3 separate regions of the Mus musculus genome follow, and all the other regions are linked to region 2. The links are chromatin contacts, called in public HiChIP or PLAC-seq maps. All regions are on one chromosome and are shown on one strand. Each heading gives the region's core, a stretch centred on a gene start, on an enhancer-like site or on the middle of the called end of the contact. The rest is flanking DNA. Distances are from core to core; before and after follow the strand shown. Region 1 overlaps Evi5 (ecotropic viral integration site 5). Region 2 overlaps Rpap2 (RNA polymerase II associated protein 2). Region 3 overlaps Evi5 (ecotropic viral integration site 5).

Evidence for each region. HiChIP or PLAC-seq counts read pairs in DNA pulled down with a chosen protein or histone mark.
Region 1: a contact with region 2 is called in a CTCF HiChIP or PLAC-seq map of CD8 T cells, with 17 read pairs. The contact joins two enhancer-like sites. A contact is called at or near these places in 1 of 39 promoter capture datasets (embryonic stem cells), 3 of 15 datasets of contacts at CTCF or cohesin (CD8 T cells, the G1E-ER4 cell line and thymocytes), 4 of 484 Hi-C or Micro-C datasets (the AML12 cell line, the G1E-ER4 cell line, erythroid progenitors and 1 more) and 9 of 115 datasets of contacts at active chromatin or transcription factors (CD8 T cells, the HPC-7 cell line, T-cell acute lymphoblastic leukemia and 6 more).
Region 3: a contact with region 2 is called in a CTCF HiChIP or PLAC-seq map of CD8 T cells, with 7 read pairs. The contact joins two enhancer-like sites. A contact is called at or near these places in 9 of 39 promoter capture datasets (the 3T3-L1 cell line, the C10 cell line, the HPC-7 cell line and 6 more), 2 of 15 datasets of contacts at CTCF or cohesin (CD8 T cells and large pre-B cells), 3 of 115 datasets of contacts at active chromatin or transcription factors (CD8 T cells, large pre-B cells and stem cell-derived neural progenitor cells) and 3 of 9 other capture datasets (adipose tissue, embryonic stem cells and liver).

What each region holds. Positions count from the first base shown.
Region 1 is chr5:107,757,860-107,760,559 of GRCm38.p6, reverse strand. All of the region lies in intron 19 of Evi5 (ecotropic viral integration site 5), which reads left to right. Among named protein-coding and RNA genes, the nearest start is that of Gm42147, 18 kb to the right of the region's middle. RefSeq lists an enhancer at 1,051-1,500. Within about 2 kb of position 1,294, at least 64 of the 459 cell types and tissues checked have an H3K27ac peak or open chromatin away from gene starts, as enhancers often do. A contact at or near this core is called in CD8 T cells, where this site is marked.
Region 2 is chr5:107,610,949-107,613,648 of GRCm38.p6, reverse strand. The region is part of intron 6 of Rpap2 (RNA polymerase II associated protein 2); the gene reads right to left. Among named protein-coding and RNA genes, the nearest start is that of Rpap2, 15 kb to the right of the region's middle. Within about 2 kb of position 1,263, at least 15 of the 459 cell types and tissues checked have an H3K27ac peak or open chromatin away from gene starts, as enhancers often do. A contact at or near this core is called in CD8 T cells, where this site is marked.
Region 3 is chr5:107,839,523-107,842,287 of GRCm38.p6, reverse strand. Evi5 (ecotropic viral integration site 5) reads left to right here. Exons shown (of 20, transcript NM_001378824.1): 2 at 1-217. The coding sequence starts at 69. Among named protein-coding and RNA genes, the nearest start is that of Ube2d2b, 11 kb to the right of the region's middle. Within about 2 kb of position 1,472, at least 71 of the 459 cell types and tissues checked have an H3K27ac peak or open chromatin away from gene starts, as enhancers often do. A contact at or near this core is called in CD8 T cells, where this site is marked.

The DNA of each region.
Region 1 (2,700 bases), core at 45-2,544, 150 kb before region 2:
ACATATCGTTAAAGCAGAGAGAAGGAAGATATTTGGTTCTCATGAATTATTTGATTTATTTGTTTTTTAACAGCAGTTCAGGATCGATCGATCGATCGATCGATCGATCTATCTATCTATCTATCTATCTATCTATCTATCTATCTATCTATGTGAGGAGGGGGTTTGTTTTAGTTTAGTTTTTGTTCCAAGCTGTGCATGGCTTTTTTCTCCATTGTTCTAGAGATGATTAGAGAACTCATCTTGTGTTTTAGGTTTGTCTTTGACACTGATCCTGAGACCTTAAAATGCCAGCTCATTTTATATATTCATCCAGTTAGCGAACATTAGGACCTGATTTTGGAACCCAACATCCATGTTATAGAAAAACAAAACAAAACAGGTGTGGTTATGTACTCTGAGGGTAGAGACAGGTGTGTTTCTGTTGCGTGTTGGCCTCCAGCCAACCTCCAGGTTCAGAGCCAGATCTTCTCTCAAAGGACTAAGGTAGAGGTGATAAAGCAACACTGATGTCCTCTTCTGGCCTCTTTGCGCGTGTGGTACCCCACACCCCATACACACCCCTCCACTCTGCGACTGCCTGTGCTGTATACGAGAGGAGGAGTAGAAAACAGCCAGGGGAAGGACAGCATGGCATGTTTCAGGTAGAGAGGCATGTATGCGAGAGGATTGCTAGGGCAAGTGCTCACAGCAGAGACCAGGAGGACTACGGAAGCAGTCAGAGATCAGAGTGAGGCCCTGAGACCAGGCCAGGATGGCATGGCTCCTTGTTTTTCCTTTAGATCAAATGTGTTAGACCAGGCTGGCCTTGAACTAGGGAGACCTGCAGGCCTTTGCTCCTCCAGTACTAGGATTAAAGGCATGCACCTCCACACCTAGCAAGCAACTTAATTTTTATGTTACTTTTAAAAAATAAATAATACAGTGCTAGCTTTTTTTTGTTCCCCAAAAAATAGGAACATTTGCTGAGTATCAGTTAAAGGAGCTTTGGTTAAAAATGAACTACTGGCTCTCAGATTTACTAAAGCGCAAAGTTTTTAACTATGACTAGAGGTTTTTAAGGCAGTGAATCATGTGCTTTTCATAAACAGTATCTCACAGATGCAGTTGGACACGAGATAATCAGATTTTCTCTCCCCACAAACAGAACAGCTGGAAATGTCTACCAGTGTACGTGTCACAGACTCTGCTGTTCTGCTGCCTGTCTGATTTAAGTTGTGGTCAGTGTGAGGAACCTGTGAGGTGATAAGATAGCATTCATGAGGTCATGTGGTTTGCAAGTACCCAATCTTCACTGAGCAGCCTGCACGTCTCAAGACAAAGAGGAGTAGGATGCTGACCTAGCCAGGGGTCTGTGCTCCCTGGCCAGGGGGAGGGGTGCTACGAGTTTTAAAGTTATGTTATCAGGAGCTGCAGCGCCTGAAAATAAATGAGCACTGCAAGTCATTCATGGGCCTCCTTCACCCTCAGCTCCTCAGCCTCCAGCACTCGGTTCTAGTGTAGCATGTTTTTCTGTTTCAAGTGAAGCTGAAGGAGGTAGCCATCACTTATTTTTCTTTTCGAATGATTTTTTTTCATTCATGCATTAACTTGTTTATTTACTTTACATCCCAATCATTTATTTTTTATTGTAGAAAAAACTGCTTGTAGAAGGATTATATAATGGGTTAGGGATTTTTTTATCAGTTAGAAATTTTTTTCCAAGTACACAATTACTTATTTTTAGCCTGTCAGTATCTCTTTTTGAATCATACACAAGTTTGAGGCCAGCCTGGTCTACAGAGTGAGTTCCAGGACAGCCAGGGCTACTCAGAGAAACCCTGTCTCAAAAAACCAACTAACCAACCCAAAAAAAAAAAAAAAAAAAAAAAATATATATATATATATATACACACACACACACATACATACACACACACAAAAGCTTTCAGTTTCAGTATAAAAAGATGAATAATTCATTTATTATAAGCAAGTGAAGGATATCAGTTGGGCGGTGGTGGTTCACACTTTAACCCAGCGCTAGCTCAGGAGTCAGAGGCAGATGGAGCTCTTTGAGTGTGAGGCCAACTGGTCAACATAGTGAGTTCTAGAATAGCTAGAGCTACACAGAGAAACTCTGTCTCGACTCCCTTCCCCTAAAAAAAAATACTTCAGTAGAGTATTTGCTAAAATAATCTACAAATGGCCAATAACCACAAGAAAAAAAAGTTCAGCATCATTAACCATCAAAGAAATGCAAATCAAAACTACAGTAAGTTTCTGTTTTATACTAACCAGGAACATATAAGGATATAATTAAAATTGACAAAGATGTGGAGAAATCTGAACTCTGTACATGGTAAGTGGGAAGAGAAAATGATACAAATACTGGAAGATAATGCTTCATTTTCTCAAATTGCTAACCATACTTACCATCTTGCCTGGAAGTTCCACTTTTGTCTTTATACCCAAGAAAAATGAAATGTCTACACTGAGACATGTGCATGAATATTTATAACAATTTTTTGCAGTACCCAGAAAATAAAACCAGTCCAGATATCTGTCAGCTGATAAGTGGAGAGGTGCAGCATGTCATACAATGGAAGGGGCTAGGTAACAGAAGAATATAATACTGATGTGCACTGTAGCACAGACCAGAGTGTAAGAACTCAGTCACAGAGGGCCACACACACTCAGTGATGCCACTTACATAAGAAGCAC
Region 2 (2,700 bases), core at 14-2,513:
AAAGTGCCTGGTCTGGCTCCTGGTTCCTCTTGGCTCTTAGGCCTCATTTCACATTCTGAGCTCTTTCCATCTCATGTTGCCTCTGGTGTGAGAAAAACAAATACAACAACAACCACAACCCCCTCAAAAACAAAAACAAAAAAATCAGAAACCAAACCCCAAGGACATCACTTTTGGTATGTTCTGCTTGCAGGCTCTGAACGTACTTTACAAATCTTACTGTCCTTCTCAACCTTGACACCAGCTGATACCCTGAGTGACTAACACCTTTGTTGGTCCCTAACCTGTGAAATGAGGAATGGTACCTACACTACAACTGACATTGTTATGTGCAGTCTTGCAGAGAACAAGACAGAATACATCATCCTTCAATTCTTTCTTGGATAAAGCTAAAGTTATCTTTTGTGTTAAGATGGCTATTTCTCTCTATGCTGAGTATCTTCTTCCAAGTTTATGTTGCTCTGGTGATAATTCTGAAAGCACAGTTAGAAAACACAAACCAGCAACTGTCCTACTTAAAGAATGCTTTCAAAATGGTGGTTCATAAAGGCATTCTCATATTTGCACTAAAGTGAAAGTTAGTTGATTAATGTAATTGTATTTATATTTTGGAATTAGAGGCATGATTTAGCTTTGAACTCACAATGTACTGGAGAATGACCTTTCAATTCCTTATCCTCCTGCCTTCTCAATGCTGCCAATCGTACCTGGCTCTAGAAGCTTAACTTAAATTTTAGCAAAGTGAATCTAAAACAGAACTAATCTATGCCCCAAACCTCATGTAGATATGTTTGTATATTTGTGTATCACTTGCATCAACACAACAGTGCTCCTTGCGGTAAGACTCAAGTGTATTTGAACACACTGAACTCTTTTTCCTCTGCTCCGACAGCAGGGGTGTATGCTCAGGAGGAGGAGGAGGAGGTTATAAAACCTGTTCCTCGGACGCTTTGGCTTCCACCCTGAGATTGTGCATGTTTACTGCTTACAACTGCTACTGAAAAATCCCCAACTCTAGGCCACATGATGCTTTTAGCTCTGTCAGCATTGATTTTTTAAAAACAAAATTTGCTTTTCAACGTGTGTCCTTCCTTATTTAGATTTAGCACATAATTCTAGAAACTTTTGTCTTCCCAGGTCTGTCAGACTCTACATTTACAAAACCATACAGGATTTATAATGCAACCACAGACTATCTACAAAGCACAGTATTTCGGCACCAGAACTGTATGTGGTCTGTTTGTGGCCACCAGCCTCGTGAGCAGTTTCTAAGTCCCAGTGTGAGACACATCACACATTATGAACCACACAGCTTTAACTCGGGGTTTTGCCTCTGGCAGACTATCAGGAGACATTTTTGTAAGCACCATCCCCCAGTACTTAAGAGTGCATTTTAATTTTAGATACTTTTTTCCCTATAATTATGACTCTTCCCAACTCTAATATATCAGGAAGAGAAATAGTAAACTTGGGGATTTTAAAATCTAATAAATGTATCCTCATATTCACAATAATCTATTTGAGATCAAATTGGGTCAAATTTAATATTCTGTTTCCTATTAGTATATAAGACCATGATGTGTCAGGGTTAAAACACATTTAAAAATACCCCTGGCTTTTCTTCTCATTTAGAACTTTGACCCAGTCCTCCATCAACCTTCATCTTTATAAACAAAAGCATTCTAGTTAATTTTAATTCTTAAATCACAATTAAGAATTTGATTCTTGCTTATAACAAGACAGCTCAAGTCTATCCAGGCTCATGCTGATCATTAAACAGAATGTGACTAAAACAAATGCAAACTTCTACTTTTACAAATGAGGAACCATAGTCTGGGGCTAAGAAATGGTTTTCTAATAGCATTACTGAAACCCTGAGCTGGAGTAAATAAAACTGCTCTTCAAACAGCGGGTGACAACAAGACACGTGATCAGTATGACACAAAAATGGCAGAAAATAGACATTTAATGACTGTTTTTAAAGTTATATGTATATGTCAGATTATAAGATGTATTAATTTAAAAGTTTATAATTCATTGCAATAATGTATTTTTACTTGAAATGGATTTAAAATTTTTATTTTAAATTGACTATTAAATCACTGTCATGCAATTTATGTTTTTGACTTAAAATAAAAATCTCTACAATAAACACTAAGGACTGCTATTCTGAAATGCATTAGAAAACCGGTTCAGTGACACCAGTGCCCTCTAGTGGACTTACTGGGTAACAGCACAGCCACACTACAGATTAAAGGCAGCACTGTCTCATCCAAAGATGTCCTAAAACCAGCAAGAGCAGAGGCTCTGGTTACATGATATCAACAAGAAAATGTATTTGTAGACTGAGCCTTCACAATTTCCATTAATCACGCTGACTACAATGAGAAGAATTCTGACCTCACTCAGAAGCCATCATTAGCTTATAAAATATGCTCAATTTTTGAAAGGTTGCTTAACAAAGGGAGTAGACTGACTCTATGGATCCTTTAAGCTTTTGTGATTCTCTTTCAATTCATCATGAAGAACAATGCAGATCAGGGTCTGCTAAAAAAAACCAAAAAACAAAACAAAAAAAAAAACCCAAAAAAACCCAAAACACCTTTGTTGGGCCCTTGATTAGCATGCAAAAGGCCACAAGTTCAACCCTCAGCACTGCAAGACAAATCCCTGAGAGCGCCTTCCTACACCAAACTCAGC
Region 3 (2,765 bases), core at 223-2,722, 230 kb before region 2:
AGGTGGCAGAAAAGCTGAGTTCTACTCTCTCATGGGTGAAGAACACAGTATCGCATACAGTCAGTCAGATGGCCAGTCAGGTGGCAAGTCCATCTGCCTCACTACACACTACATCCTCATCTACCACACTGTCAACACCAACACAGTCACCATCTTCCCCATCAAAGTTGAGTCCAGACGACTTAGAACTCCTGGCTAAGCTGGAGGAACAAAACAGGTGAGTGCAATTGCTGGACATTTCTCTTGATTATCATACAAACCAAACGTCCGCCTAAGAATGCTTGTTTCCTTGTTTCTGGGGTGTTGTTTATCAGAATTATGTAACATACAGCTTCATGCATTGCCTGAGGACATTTGTTTAAGACTAAGATATGCTTTAGCTAATAGCACTCCCCATTCCTTTCTTAGCATTTTTGACTCTAAATCCTTCATGAATTTTATGAATTATTAGGGCAAAACTAATTTTTAAAAGTGTTTTAGAGCTGAGGAGTGAACCCCGAGGCCGTGCATGCTAGGCGGGCGCTCCCTTACTGACCTGTGTTCTCAGTCCCCCTTCTTATTGTAAACTTTCTAAGTAGTTTCCTTTGGTTAAAATATAAAATAATTCAGTCAAGTCTAGGTATCTGATTTTATTTTAGAGTGAGAAATCCTATAGAAGCCAAAGTGTCCCATTCCCATAAGAGCAAGACAGGAATTATTTCCTTAGTTAGGAATCCTGGTTCTGTTTTCTTTGAACTCATTAGAGATGAGTGTTGGTGCAGTCCTACGATCTGAGCACTCAACAAGGCAGAGCCAAACTCTGAGCTTGAGGCCAGCTTGGTCTATATAGTGAGTTCCAGGAGTCTCTGGACCATCATCTTCAACAGAAAGTAGGGAACAGCAGCTCTTTGTGCCTGGTCACGGTACAGTGCTATAGCTCTAAGGGTAAAGGATAAGTTTTTTTTTTTTTGTTTTTGCTTTTGTTTTTTTTGTTTGTTTGTTTGTTTTTTTTTTTTTTTTTTTTTTTTTTGAGACAGGGTTTCTCTGTATAGCCCTGGCTGTCCTGGAACTCACTCTGTAGACCAGGCTGGCCTCAAACTCAGAAATCTGCCTGCCTCTGCCTCCCGAGTGCTGGCATTAAAGTGCACCACCACTGCCCTGCATTGTTTGGTTTTCTTGAGACAGAGTTTTTCTCTGTAGAAACTGTCTGCTGTTTCTGCCTGTCCTGGAACTCAGTCTATAGACCAGGCTATAGACTTTGAACTCATAGAGATCCAGCTGCCTCTGTCTCCTAAGTAGTGGGATCAAAGGTGTGCGCCACTACCACCTGGCCGACAATTGGTCCTGACATATCTTCTTTGATTATTAAAGTTCGTGTTCATGTTCATGGCTAGGGTCATGGAAATTCCAAATGTGTTGTCAATGCAGATGTCACTGTTGTGGGGTAGAGGCTGAGAAGTGTCTAAGCAAACCAAAGTAGAGTTAAGACAAGATGTGGTTACCTTCATCACTTTAGTTGTGATCAAACATTTGGGTCTCCTGTAGCCCAGGCTGAGGGAGATCTTGAACTTCCTGTTCTCCTGCCTTTTATCTGGTGAGTGCTGGTGCTACAGGCGGTGCACCACACACAGTTTATGTGGTGCTGGAGATTGAATCAAGAGCATTGTGTGCTAGGCAAGCACTCTACCAACTGAGCTACAGCCCTAGACCATGATCATGGCTTTGAATTTTAGCCATTCTGGTAGGTATTGATACTACATGGTTTTATTTTGCTTTACTTTCACTTTATTTATTTATTTATTTTTTGGTCTTTTGAGATAGGATCTTTTGTTTGACCTGAAACTCACTGTGTAGCTGAGGAGGATGCTGCTATCTCCCAAGTTCTGGGGTTACAGGCATGTGCCACCATGTCTGGCAATAATGCATTAAAAAAAAAAAAAAGAATGATTTACTTTTTAAAAAAATAAATCTTTTTAATTAATTAATTTATTTATTTATTATATGCAAGTACACTGTAGCTGTCTTCAGACACTCCAGAAGAAGAAGTCAGAGCCACCATGTGGTTTCTGGGAATTGAACTCAGGACCTGTGGAAGAGCAGTTAGTGCTCTTTACTGAGCCATGTATCCAGTCCCCAAGAATTATTGACTTTTAAGTATATGAGTGTTTGCAGGCATACATGTCTGACCATCATGGGTGCCTAGTAGCTGCAGAAGTCAGAAGAGGGTGCTGGATTCCCTAGAGCTGGACTTACAGGTGGTTATGAGTTGTCACGTGGGTGCTGGGAACCTGGGTCCTCTGTAAGAACAGCGAGTGCTGTTAACTTCTGAGCCATCTCTCTAGCCCCAGTAGTGCATGTGGACTCATTTGTTTTTCTACTGATGTTCATGTATTCTTATTACATGTTTGCTTGTTGTCTGCACATATCTTTTGCTGTTGCTTTTTAGAGGCAGGGTTTCAATAGATAGCTTTGGCTGACTTGGAACTCACAGTATAGACCAGGCTGGCCTTGAACTCAGACATCCACCTGCTGCTGCTTTACCAGGGCTAAGAGTGAAGGCAGGTACAACTATGCCTGGATTATCTTTGATTTTACAAATTTATGTTGTTTGCTTTAGTGTATCTGAGAATTCTTTTTTTTTTTAATTATTTTTATTTGATCTTGTGGGTATAGGTGTTTTGCCTGCATATATACATATCATATATGCATGCCTGGTGCCCATGGAGGCCAGAAGAAGGCATTGGATCCCCTGGAACTTGAGTTAGAGATAGTTAAGAGCCATTGTG